3 separate regions of the Mus musculus genome follow, and all the other regions are linked to region 2. A link is a contact called in public Hi-C data. All regions are on one chromosome and are shown on one strand. Each heading gives the region's core, a stretch centred on a gene start, on an enhancer-like site or on the middle of the called end of the contact. The rest is flanking DNA. Distances are from core to core; before and after follow the strand shown.

Region 1 (3,935 bases), core at 285-2,784, 750 kb after region 2:
CTTGTGTCTGAGCCAGATATCAGGAAGAGGAAATGCTAGCTCAAAGGAATGTACTTTTTACAAAGGTGGATGCCCATGGTTCTTGTCATGTGTGTGTACACACACCCACTATACAAGAGCACCCAGGAATGTGTGCATAGGAGTGAGGGAGATGCTAAGGTCTCCATCTGTCTGGATTCTCTCTGGTGTGCTCTCAATGATGTAACTTGCTGTGTTCTTTTTTGTTTGTTTGTTTTTGTTTTTGTTTTTGTTTTTGAGACAGGGTTTCTCTGTACAGCCCTGGCTGTCCTGGAACTCACTCTGTAGACCAGGCTGGCCTCGAACTCAGAAATCCACCTGCCTCGGTCTCCCAAGTGCTGGGATTAAAGGCATGCGCCACTGCCTGGCAACTTGCTGTGTTCTATGCTACAGATATCTACAGGAACCTCAGCCACCAAATGTAGACATATGTGGGAGACACTCAACTCCTATTTAATGGTGACTCCCTGGTCATTAAAAAAAGCTCACCACATAGGCCAGAGGTTGTGGCATACACCTTTAATCCCAGCACCGAGGAGGCAGAAGCAAGTGGATCTGTGAGTTCCAACCCAGCCAGGGCTACATAGTGAGACACTGCCTTTATAAACAAAAAAGGTCCACTGCAATGGCAGTAAAATGAATAAAGCCACAAGGTTGCCAAGAACGGGGTGGGAGTCAGGAGAAATGGGACCAATTCATTCCTTGAAACTAAAAGCACAGTGTGAACATATAAGACAGCGCAGGAGGAAGCTGCCACATAGGCAGTCAGTAGGCTACGTAGAGATCATCAGATCTTCCAGGAGGAAAGCTGGGTTCTCAGAAACAGCTCCTGAGGATGGGAAGGGAAATGAAGCTGAAAACTGAGATCAACTTAAGGGCTGTCTGCAGAACAAGTGCACTAATTGGCTCCATCGCTGCCACATCCCAGGGGAAGCAGCTAATGCCAGGTGAAAACAGGAGGGCTGGCCTCCAAAATATTAAACCAAGGAACTAGAGAAAAAGTTGACAAACTTCTATAAAAAGCCAGCTACTAAATACCTGAAGCTTTGTAGGCCTGACAGGGTCTCCAGCTCATATTATTTTTCAGTTGGGAGCATGAACTTATAGTACCAGTCAAACTGTGCCACTGAAACCCAGTCTGGCAGCCAATAAGCCCCTCTCCCAGCCAGAGTACTACAGGAGCTTCCCATTCAGGGCAGAGGCCTACTGTAGAAAGAGATCAACCATTGTGAGGGCAAGTGGATCTGTGAGTTCCAACCCAGCCAGGGCTACATAGTGAGACACTGCCTTCATAAACAAAAAAAGTCCACTGCAATGGCAGTAAAATGAATAAAGCCACAAGGTTGCCAAGAACGGGGTGGGAGTCAGGAGAAATGGGACCAATGGGGGCAGCCCAAACATCTGCCCTCAAAGAATATGCACCCAATGCTTCATTTTTAAGTATGAATGAACTACTGTGCATCACCAGACACTGAGGGAAACCAGAAGCCTGAAGAAGAATGACCAAGATAAACAAGGGAACCAGATCCCAGAGGAATGAATAGTTTCAGGGTCAGGAGATAATTTAAAAACAACATCTCTAATTAGTGTGTCAGAGAAACCCAACACAATTTAGCTTTCCTAAAGCAAGAGCAAGATACTGTGAGAGTGAAACTGGAGAACGGGAGAATTTACAATATCAATGCCAAAGGAGTGCCCACACTAGAACACCTGGGACACAAAGTGAAGACTATGTATCAAACTAGAGTAGGAAAAGACATGGAGAAGGTAAGACAACTAAAAAAACTCAATCTTGGAAGTGTTGTGTTCAACACAAGAGTTTCAGTGTAACACTGGGGGTGGGGTGGGGTCAAGCAAAAAGAAATGAGTGAAAAGAAATCAAAGAAGCAGGGAGAAAAACATATGCACAGAGCAGAAGGACGATGGAAGACTTTAAACTAAATGGCCTCAGATAACTCAGAGCAATAGATAGGAATGCTCAATGTAGACACCGAACAAAAACAAAACAAAACAAAAGCCCTCAGAATCAAAGATCAACAGAGTATGTTGTATATACCTAATGAAGGTAATAAAAAGAAAATAACCCACCCTAAGGTTCCTTCACATCAATGAGAATCAGGCTGGCATCGGCTATGTTGTCTTCTTGGTTATGAGCCTAGCCTTAAATGTCTGAGCAGTCTCTCTAGCGCTGGCATCAGATATCTTAACAGTGACACAGATGGCTTGAAGTCAACAGATCAATGTTTTTAATGCTTGAAGGGAAAATTAATTCAACTAGACAAATCAACCGAAAGCAACAAAACAAAGGGTTCAGGATTTACTCCCACATATCTTTCTGTGGAATTATTTTATAGTTGCTTCAGCTAATCAAGAAAGGAAAGCAAGAAAGAAAAAGACACCGAATTTAGAAGACACAGTCTGACCTAGAGAAAATGTGAAAAGAAGTCTCTGGTTGAGAGCTGCATAGCGTGCCGGCACCATGGGCAGTCCAGACAGGAGGAGCAGGAAAGGGCTTCCTGCAAACGGAAAGGTAGCGTATGCCATGTAATGAATTACCAAACTGAAACCAATGTGTGAGTCACTTCAGGAGCAGGGAGAAAGGCCATAGCATTCTTCCAAACACAGTGAAGAGAGGCAACCAGAAACACCATGCAAAAACGTAAAAGCTGTAAAAACCCACTGGTTACTGACTAAATGTTACTGACTAAAAAGCAGTATGATTCGGAGGATCTACTGGAACCTAGGAAATGAGAATCACTGACCTTGGAGTCACAGGCACTCTACACAGCATGGTGATATCCACTGTGAAGGTAGGAGAGAAGGTACAATACCAGCATCCTGCTTCGGCATGCAGCAAATGCTACTGATATGCCAAAGCAAGGAAAGCGCTGTTCAATGACTTTTCAACTTAGAACCAATACTGAGACAAAGCATGAAAGATGACCCATCCTGTCTGGAGATACAGGTTAGTGGTAGAGCACTTGCCTAGCATGCTCAAGGCACCAGGTTCGATCCCTGGTGCTACAAGAACTACACAAGACAGTGTAACAAAGCATACTGACAGCTAGCTAAAAAGGCAGTGCTGGAAATAAGGAGGTGGCAGAAGGCAGAAGAGACAGTGGGAAAGCTGGACACACTCATCCTTTCCCCTGATTTGCATTAAACAGCAACAAAACCAGAAAACAAAAACCAGCTACATTTAAAGACACTGAGCCTTCCAAAGGCAGATAGATAAAGACTGGGAGTGCAGGGAATGAAAAAGGAGGCAAAGGAGTTGATTCTTTCCTTTCTTCTCTCCCTCCTTCCATCCGTCCTTCCTTTCTTTTTCAGACAGGGTCTCCGTAACACTGGTCATGGTGTGGTTGCTTCTGAGAAGTGAGGTGGGAAGGGGGCACAGCAGTAGGGGTCCGTTCATGCCCATTATAAGCCTCCTGGTGCTATCTGATGATTATCTGATCAGGTAACTACACATCTGACTCTGACAAATGCCCGACCCTCCCACAGAGACTTTCTGCTGAACAGTTCAAGTTAAGAGCTATTTACTAATAAAGCCTGGCATTTTATCTCCATTCAACTTGAGACTCCATGATCTCATATGGTAAAGAAACCTTCTTAGGTAGGCAAGCCAGCCTTCTGATTCCCCACTTGTCGTTCAGAGAAACTAAGTCTCCACAATTCAGTGACGTTTTCTGGTTCGATGGCTGTAAGCCTACAGTATTTCTCATGTTAGATGACCATGGCATGCTGTGAGTGTTTTGGCTGAGACTTGTCTGGCAAGCCATTCCTTGCTGGCCACTGTTCATGTAACTTGTCCCTTGGCTCAGCTGCAGTGGGAGGGCTGCCGAGGACATCACGGCGGATAGGTTCAGAGGCTTGTGCCAGTCTGCGCTGGAGAGACACCAACAGACCCTGGTACT
Region 2 (4,162 bases), core at 200-2,699:
GTTTTATGAGTCGGCTGAGCCTGTTTCCTGCAAAAATCTTATGAGACAGGCAGTGATTTTTCTAAAACTCAAATCTCATGATGTCACTCCCTACTAAGAATATCCATCGTTCTCTATTGCTTTAGAATGCAGAGCCCCCACCCCCTTGTGAAATCTTGAGGTCAGTCCCTTGGCTATTTCTCCTTGTATCCCTCAACTCATCCCTGCTCAATCACATACAACAATCTGCAGGTCCTCAAACTATGATGACCTAATCCTAGTCTTCCAAAGATGTCTTATGTTTAGGTATCTGAAGTACCATTCAACATAAGGCCTGCTGCCGCTGGGAAACTACTGTAGATCACCAAGTCACAGAGACCTCTCATCCCAGTAGACTTCTCTGCTCTTCCATTCAGAGACAAGTGAGAGTTTCCAAATGCTTAAGAACCCAACCACACTCTATTACAACCCTGTGCTGACATGTCTGTCTCTTTGACCAAATGTATGGACTCAAAACAGAGCCCTGTAACAAAAATGCCAGAGCAAAGTCATAACACAGGCTCCTTGAGGTCCAGCTCTTCCACAAAATGGAGCTTGTAATCAGACCTGTCCTGTTAATTTTATTTAAAGATTTGAGAGGTACAATAAGATCATACATGGAAACATCCCAGCTCACTAACTCCTGCCAGGTCCCTGACCATTGTTAATTGAACTAAGGGAAAATGACATGACAGATTTACTTGACATTTTATAAGGAAAAGCCTAAGACCAAAAACAAAGTCACTTGCTCAGGGTTACCCTTTAGGAAAGAAATGGCTAGCCCCATGATCCTCTAACCTTCAGTGCCTTCGAGAGTTCTGGAGATGAGAGACCTCACTCTCTAGTTGATCTCTATTCAGATCACCCAGGGCAAAGTGACTTCCTTTACAGAAAAATCAGACTTCTGGGTCCTTCTGGCTTTCTCGGTCTTGATCTCCTATGGAAGTGATTCCCAGATAAAGTCAAAAGATAGAGACAGTTTTTGTTTGGGAAGCAAAATGGTATGTTGAAGTAAACAACAGACAGGAAGTTTTTAACAGCATAGTAACAAGGTGCTGTCCAGCCAGTTTTCTGACTCCCTCCCCGCCCCCGCCCCCAACCCTGGTTAAAGCTTTGGGGATAAATCATCTTGCTAGCTCATCTGTCTCTAGACGTCTGTGCCACATGAGAAATCAACAATCGCACCCTAGAGTAAATGCGGTGGTGAGTTGCCAGCTCTTCAGGAGCACACAGCTTTCCTTCTTGGCCTGTACTTTAATGTGATCTTGGTGCACTGCTGCTGTATCACTGGGTGAATGAGGTGAGAGTGCTGAGATCAGTTGTAGAGAGAAAGCACTCATGTCAAACAAAGTTGGTCCAAGCTTCCTCAGCCTCCCTTGCACACTTGGGAAGAAAGAGGCAGTCCTACATCAAAGCCTGTGGTTTCTCAACACCCTGATCAGATGTCAGCCTTGCTGCCCACGAGCTCTAGCCAGGCCCTTGTCCTAGAGTAGCAAGCCCAGCAGAGAACAGAGATTCTCCACCAGTGCCGCTGCAAGAAACAGACTTTAGCTGCCAGCCAATGATGCTACTAAGAGACCACTCTCCAGTGGGGATAGCAGCTGTGCTTGCATTAACTGTCTAGGGTAACCTGCCTTCCTCTGAGGCTCCAGCACACACTCAGCCCCAGAGCTCAGCTCAGAGAAGGCTTTGCTTTCAAGGAAAGAAGCGATGTTTACCATGGATCATGCTACTGGGAAACTGAGACTTGCTTGGCTCTGCTGCAGCTGTGGGCATGACTGCCATAAACTCCTGAGCAGATTGGTAAATAACCCTCCCTGCTTAGCACACAGAAAGAATCAGAAAACAACCATAACAATGCCATCTCCACCACAGTCTACCCAGGAACCCAGGAGAAAGCCCCAGGGACCAATTCATCAGAACCCGGGCTCCAATGATACTCAGTGGGCTTCATCCCCATCACTCTTACCATCCATAAAATGGAGCACCTAACTCGAGAACTTGCTGTGGAAAGCATATAGATCAACAAACAGTATCTGTTACCCAGTAAGCTGTGCACATGCTTCTGCTGATAGTTTCATCCTGTCAACCTCATGAACATGTGTGGGGTGTGAACATGTTTGGGGCACCTACAAAATGCCCGGAACTACCAGGTCACCAACCATCCCAAGTGGCTGAAAAATTGCTTCCTTCTCACCCTGGAGGAGCATTTATCTTTTGGGGCAGAATCCTCAAGTGTATGGGGACTTTCTCCTCCATAGCATAGAAAATTGCCCTAGATCGGGTACAGACAGCTATCTCTCAAATCCCCGCCTTCCAATGTGCGAGGCCAGAAATTCGGTGACTACTTCTGCCTGAAAAAGGAGGTGATGGGTCCTCCTTGCAGCCTCTGAGATTCTTGGTGTCAAAGCTGGCTCCTAAGACTGAGAGACTTTCCCTTTTTATTTCTGCCCTATTATGTCCCCTGAGAAGCTGTTTCTAGCCAGGCTCATTTGCTCACATAGCCATTCCAGTCCAAGTCAACCCCCAAACCAGACTTTCATCAAAGTTATCCTTGTCTGGGATGAAAGTACACTGAGAGCATAATCCCATCACCTCCCTCGCCCTCCCCAGATTGGTACCCCATAAGACCTTGCTGCCAAGTGGAAAATAAGAGTCTGTCTCCCTCTGTCTTCCTCTGGCCGCCTTTCATCAGATTCATGAACATTCATTCAGCATCCTCCAGGAAAAGACTCCGGAGTGGAGGGTGCAGCATGGCCGTGGCAAAGTCCAGGCTCCTCCAGGGAATGGGTCCTAATCACTCGTCATTCAGCAGATATTGAGTACATAGTGTTTGCCTGGCACCGGGGGTAAAAAGAATAATAGGAAGTATCTCTTCATCCAACAAGCTCGTGATCCTGCAGGGAGACAAATGTAGATAGCTTACAATACAGTTGGATGAGCTTGATAATAGAAATATGCAGCCGGTGGCTCCTCACTGTGGGTAATTTGTTTAAAATGTTATTCCACTGCTGACAACCTTTTCATCCTCAACAATTGCCACTTCATCTTCTCATCTATTCTCAGGCAATTCCATGGTTATTCCAGGATGATCAGTTCCCTCACCTGCTGTGCCCTTCCTCTTGTTCTTTGTCCTATTACAAACTCCTATTCATCCCTCAAAACCCTTTCATGCATTCCTAGTCTCCACTGCTTTTTCTGGTTTTCATATCTCTACTTTTACACATACTGTTCTATACTTGAGAATGTATTTCTTGCTGCAGTGTGGTGGTATGCATCTTTAATCCTAGCACTAAGGAAGCAAAGGCAGGACAATCTCTATGAGTTCCAGGCCAGCCTTGTCTACACAGTGAGTTCATGCTAGCCAAAGCTACATAGGCCTTGTCTCAAAAACAGACAAACAAAAGTGAATGGATTGTTTATGGTTCGTTATAGTGTCTTTTTAACCTGAAACATTCATTGAATTGAACTATGTGTAAAGACACACTAGCAAAAGTGTGCTGGTGTGCACCTGTAACCCTAACATTGGAGAGATGGAAGAAGGGGGATAAGAAACTGCAGGCCAGTTTAGACTATACAGGAACAATCTGGTGGTGCTGGTGCTGATGGTGTTGCTGGTGCTGCTGGTGCTGCTGGTGCTGCTGGTGCTGCTGGTGCTGCTGGTGCTGCTGGTGCTGCTGGTGCTGGTGATGCTGGTGGTAGTGTTGGAGGTGGAGGTGATTTTTTAAAGACAGCTGTAGGCCCCAGAGATAGATCCTCCATTCAGAGCGTCTACCACTTTTATAGGGGACCAGATTTCATTTCCCAGCCTCCGTGTCTGGGGGCTCACAACTCCAGGTGCAGGGGATTCTGATGCTATCTTCTGGCCTGAGAGTTCCTTTCATGGACATGCACAAACCCATAGGAAGACACACAAAATTAAAACCCAACCCAAACTCCTTTTAAAAACTATGAAAAAGAAAACGTGGTATTATGACCACCGAGCACTGTTCTGACCATTTCTGTGGGGCAGGCAGCATCTGTGCAAAGTGCTCCACACCCGTTTCTCAGGCTTTCATTTAAACAGCATGGAAGACACGAAGTGTCACGGATGGCTTGTCTAGGAAGTGACACCTGTCCCAAGATTTCATTCAGTGAATTAATA
Region 3 (4,474 bases), core at 945-3,444, 570 kb after region 2:
CTCTCTCTCTCTCACACACACACACACACACACACACACACACACACATACACACACACACACACACACCAATTCCAATGTGAAATTCAAGTGTTACTTTTAATTGTGTAGATTTAAGTTGCTCATGACTCTGGCCACAGTCACGCTAATGTTCTTCATAGGAGCTGCCAGTGACATTAAGACATATCCCCCTAGAATACGGAATAAAATATCCATGGAAGGAGTTGCAGAGACAAAGTTAGGAGCTAAGACTAAAGGATGGACCATCCAGAGACTGCCTCACCCGGGGGTCCATCCCATAATCAGCCACCAAACACAAACACTATTGCATACACCAGCAAGATTTTGCTGAAGGGACCCTGATATAACTGTCTCCTGTGAGGCTTTGCCAGTGCCTGGCAAATACAGAAGTGGATGTTCACAGTCATCTATAGGATGGAACACAGGGCCCCCAATATAGGAGCTAGAGAAAGTACCCAAGAGCTGAAGGGGTCTGCAACCCTATAGATGGAACAACAATATGAACTAATTAGTAACCCCAGAGCTCGTGTCTCTAGCTGCATATGTAGCAGAAAATGGCCTAGTCGGCCATCATTGGGAAGAGAGGCCCCTTGGTCTAGCAAACTTTATATGCCCCAGTACAGGGGAACACCAGGGCCAAGAAGTGGGAGTGAGTGGGTAGGGGAGCAGGGCAGGGGGGAGGGTATAGGGGACTTTTGGTATAGCATTTGAAATGTAAATGAAGAAAATATCTAATAAAAGATGTGGGGGAAAAATAATGCATCAGTTAGCAAGTTTTAAAATTGAATAAAAATGTTTAAATTGTTGGGGAAAAAAAGACATATCCAATCCCATAACCCAGAGACCCCCTTATTGGACCTGCTTCTCAGAGCAGCTCACAGGCAGTTCTCAAGTGATACAATTTCATGTGGACTAATAGGCATAAAGCCCTTACATCCTAGGCTTGTCTGGTGACAGTGATATAGATCTGAGCTGAATACATTCTGATGTGCCTGATCCCAGAGTGCCCAAAGCAACTTAATGCCATCCTCCTTTTATAGCGTGTCCACCATGCACAGAACACTTTCCAGGGCAAGTTGGCTGCTAACCAAAGGGAGAGGGAAGGTCGAACTACAAAGAGAAACAAGAAGTGTGCCCTTGTGGAAGCTAACACGCCATTGGTGACTCCCGTGCAGTTGTGAGACATAGAGAGCCCCCCTACAGCTGTGGTCACAGCTGGGGCACCACGAGTGGATGTACATGTGGGCCAGACTGGTCTCTGTTTTCCAGTCACAAAGTAGAGGTCAGTGGAGATATTTGTCCAAAACCTGACAGTCACATAGGTGTCCATATGTCAGGGCAGGAAGGGAAGGCCCTTCTAGGAAGAAAACACTATGGAGCTTGATTCCAAGGCCTGGGAGGCCTGGCAGCAGTCTGTAAGAAACAACCATGTGGTTCTCCCCTCACTGGGTGAGGTTGCATCCATCCACTAGGCCCAGATGCAGTGGGGCCTTAGAGGCCACGGGAGTATCATGGGATGGTGGGAGGGGGCAGTGAGATGCTTGGAGGCTGTGGGGAGTGGGTGAGTTAGGAGAAGCTTAAGAGGAGAGGTATAAGTAGATGCTATGCACCACTCATGAGTGGCGGCTGAGTCTGAGGTTACCCAGAGCATCAATCCCCATTCCCCTGGGCAGCAGACCAGGAGCAACTGTGTTAGCCAGCACCACATGGCCCTCTTGCTTCAGTATCCCCATCCTTCCTGCCCCGCACCCTCACAATACTAACTCTCAGATGAGAACCAACCTCTACAGAGTCATCAAGAAGACTAGAGAACCAAAGGAGAGTCAGGAGAAAACTATCCTTCTTTGTTAGCTATCATCAATTCCTCAGACTCAGACTTTAAATTTAAATTAAAAAAAAAAACTTATATTGCAGCTAGGGATGTAGGTTTGTAAAGCACTGGTCCACCATGCATGAGACCCAGGGTACCAGTCAGTCATCTGTACCATATAAGCTGGGTGTGGTGTGGTGGTGCATTTCTGTAATCACAGTACTTCAGAAGTAAAAAGGTGGGAAGTTCAAGGTCATCTCAAGTACACAGTGAATTTAAACCCAGCCTGAGCTAAATGAGAAACATCAGCTCATCTCCCAGTTGTGCCCAGCTGCTCCCTAGCGTAAACTGGCATTGTGAAGGATAACAACAGCAGCTTGGGGACCCATCAAGATCCACCTTTCCCCAAGGGCATAAGTGTTCAGACTAAAGCTTTAGAGTGTCAGTGAAAGTAGGTGCTGGTAGCATACAGATATGAGAGGGGACTGGGACTTTGCATTAGAATCACAGGAAGGAAATGGTCACCCATGATGACATCCACCGTGTGGCCCTCACACTTCCAAGTTGTTTGACCCCCCACTGGGGTCAAATGGACAAGCACCTACACCTAAAACCATGAGGGTGAAACTAAAATCCTCCTCCCAGACTGTCAGATGGCTCAGCAGGTAAAGGAGTTTGCCACTAAAACTGGTGACCAGAGATTGATCCTAGACCACATACTGTAGGAGAGAGCCGGCCCCCCAAAGTTGTCCTCTGATCTCAACACACACACACACACACACACACACACACACACTAATAAACAAATAATGTATTAATAATAATTTTAAAATTCTAATTTATTCCTTTTATCCTCATCATTAGAACAGTCCCAACCTCCTGGGATGTGAAGTGACTAGGGATGAGCCCAGCCCAGGACCAGCATCCACTGCTACAAACTAGACTATCAGTAGAAACATGATAAAGACTGAGGGAACATTTTCCCTGTGTAGGCCAGTCCACCCACCCACTGCTGACACCCTATAGTCCACCAGCCCTCCAGGATATTCTGTTCTGAATCTGATACAGTCACTCGTGGCCACTGTCACCAGGTGATTCCATAGCTCCTCCGACTGTACCTGTGCATTGGCTTGAGTTTCCCTGCCCCTCGGTTCCCGAGAGAGCAGCTCACCCAGCCAGAGGGTGTTCAAGCTGACCTCATATGCAGACCAGCTGGCCATGCCCACAGCAGAGCACAGACATATCCCAGTCCTGCCACTATTTCTCAGCTTAACTCCCTCACCATGGGAGGCGCATGTTGGCGCTGCCTACCTATGAGGTCACTGAGGCTCCAGAAGGTTATGCAAAATTTCCATTAGGTTACACCTTTTCCTCCACCCCAACCCTGGGGTAGCCTAGCCTCATCAATGCTAAAATTATTATTAGAGATATGGGGACAGATTGGAAGCCTATCCCTAGCAAACATAGCTCGGAGGCCACCGAGGAGGTTAGAGGCTTCTCACTTCTCCCAGTAACCAAGTTCTGCTTATCCAAGGCTTAGTCTGATGCAAGAACACTCAGTACAAATGCAGCCCACTTTACACCTAAAAAGTGATGGATAAGTGCCCCACCCTGTGAGCCCCACCCTGTGGCCAGAACCATGTATTCTGCCACCCATGTTACGCGTCCCAGAACAGAACTCATTATCCCCACTGCCATGCCAGGTTCTTCCTGTAGACAAAAAGTTTACTTCCGTAGCTGGTCCCCCCAGGGTACAAATATTAGGCCTTCCTGCCCCAGCATGGGACACTCTCTGGGCCACTGAGCATAAGCATCTCCTGAGATCTCTTAGCTACCCTCTTGTCCTCCACCTTTTCATCTGGTTCTGTTTCCTACGCTCACATCGGGAATCCGAGCCCAGAATAGTACGATATGTAACTATAATCTCTGCACTCAAGTTCAAGGTCAGCCTGGGCTACCTAGTGAACCCCTGAGAAGAAGGGGAGAAGAAAAGAAGGAGAGAAAGGGAAGGGGGGAGAGGAGAGGACACGGATTTGGTCTCAGACCCTCCCAGCTAACCTTCCTCTGCCCTCTATATTGAGGTCAAACTTGTGGTAACCCTGAAGCAGGCATAGTTCGGTGTCTTCAAAGATGTCCTGCAGCTTCAAAGAGCTTCCAGCCTTTTGAAGTCTCCCCCCCACCTCACAGTACCCTAAAAGACTGCAGAGCTGGCCGGCCGGTCCACCTGTAAAATGTACCCTCTCTTTGCAGAATGAGGCTCAAAAGCCATGAGCCTCTGCCGAGAAATACCTATTCCTGCCACAAACTGCAAAGAGGCTGAGAAAACTCAAAACCATGTCAGGCCAAGCTGGAGATGAGAATTAAGACACCGCCTCATGATGAGTCTGTTACCCTCTCACACTTGTACTTTGGGGAAGAAGGGCTTGGGTCAGAGATAAGATGTTGACTCTCTCTTCTTGGGATGCTGGCAAGTGGTGAGTTTGGTACATTTTCTTGAGGTGGAAAGGTACATTTAAGTGGTTTTCTGGGATTCCCTACAATGGATTTCTGTGGCAGGAGGCCTAGAGAATGTACTTCTGTGGCTTCCTTCCATGGCAGGCAGCCACTGGTGTTACGGCTGTCTTCCTTCACATCTGTCTTTTC

The links. Hi-C and Micro-C count contacts between places; a contact is called where the count stands out from the background.
Region 1: a contact with region 2 is called in a Hi-C map of olfactory sensory neurons, with 5 times the contacts expected there. The contact joins two enhancer-like sites. A contact is called at or near these places in 2 of 484 Hi-C or Micro-C datasets (cortical neurons and olfactory sensory neurons) and 1 of 115 datasets of contacts at active chromatin or transcription factors (astrocytes).
Region 3: a Hi-C map of olfactory sensory neurons shows a contact between it and region 2, with 1.8 times the contacts expected there. The contact joins two enhancer-like sites. A contact is called at or near these places in 1 of 484 Hi-C or Micro-C datasets (olfactory sensory neurons) and 2 of 115 datasets of contacts at active chromatin or transcription factors (astrocytes and pancreatic cancer cells).

What each region holds. Positions count from the first base shown.
Region 1 is chr9:35,159,332-35,163,266 of GRCm38.p6, forward strand. The region is part of intron 2 of Dcps (decapping enzyme, scavenger); the gene reads right to left. Among named protein-coding and RNA genes, the nearest start is that of Dcps, 15 kb to the right of the region's middle. Within about 2 kb of position 1,535, at least 14 of the 459 cell types and tissues checked have an H3K27ac peak or open chromatin away from gene starts, as enhancers often do. A contact at or near this core is called in olfactory sensory neurons, where this site is marked.
Region 2 is chr9:34,406,017-34,410,178 of GRCm38.p6, forward strand. No RefSeq gene overlaps it. Among named protein-coding and RNA genes, the nearest start is that of Kirrel3, 81 kb to the right of the region's middle. Within about 2 kb of position 1,450, at least 5 of the 459 cell types and tissues checked have an H3K27ac peak or open chromatin away from gene starts, as enhancers often do. A contact at or near this core is called in olfactory sensory neurons, where this site is marked.
Region 3 is chr9:34,972,362-34,976,835 of GRCm38.p6, forward strand. All of the region lies in intron 4 of Kirrel3 (kirre like nephrin family adhesion molecule 3), which reads left to right. All of the region lies in intron 8 of Kirrel3os (a long non-coding RNA gene), which reads right to left. Among named protein-coding and RNA genes, the nearest start is that of Kirrel3os, 33 kb to the right of the region's middle. Within about 2 kb of position 2,195, at least 4 of the 459 cell types and tissues checked have an H3K27ac peak or open chromatin away from gene starts, as enhancers often do. A contact at or near this core is called in olfactory sensory neurons, where this site is marked.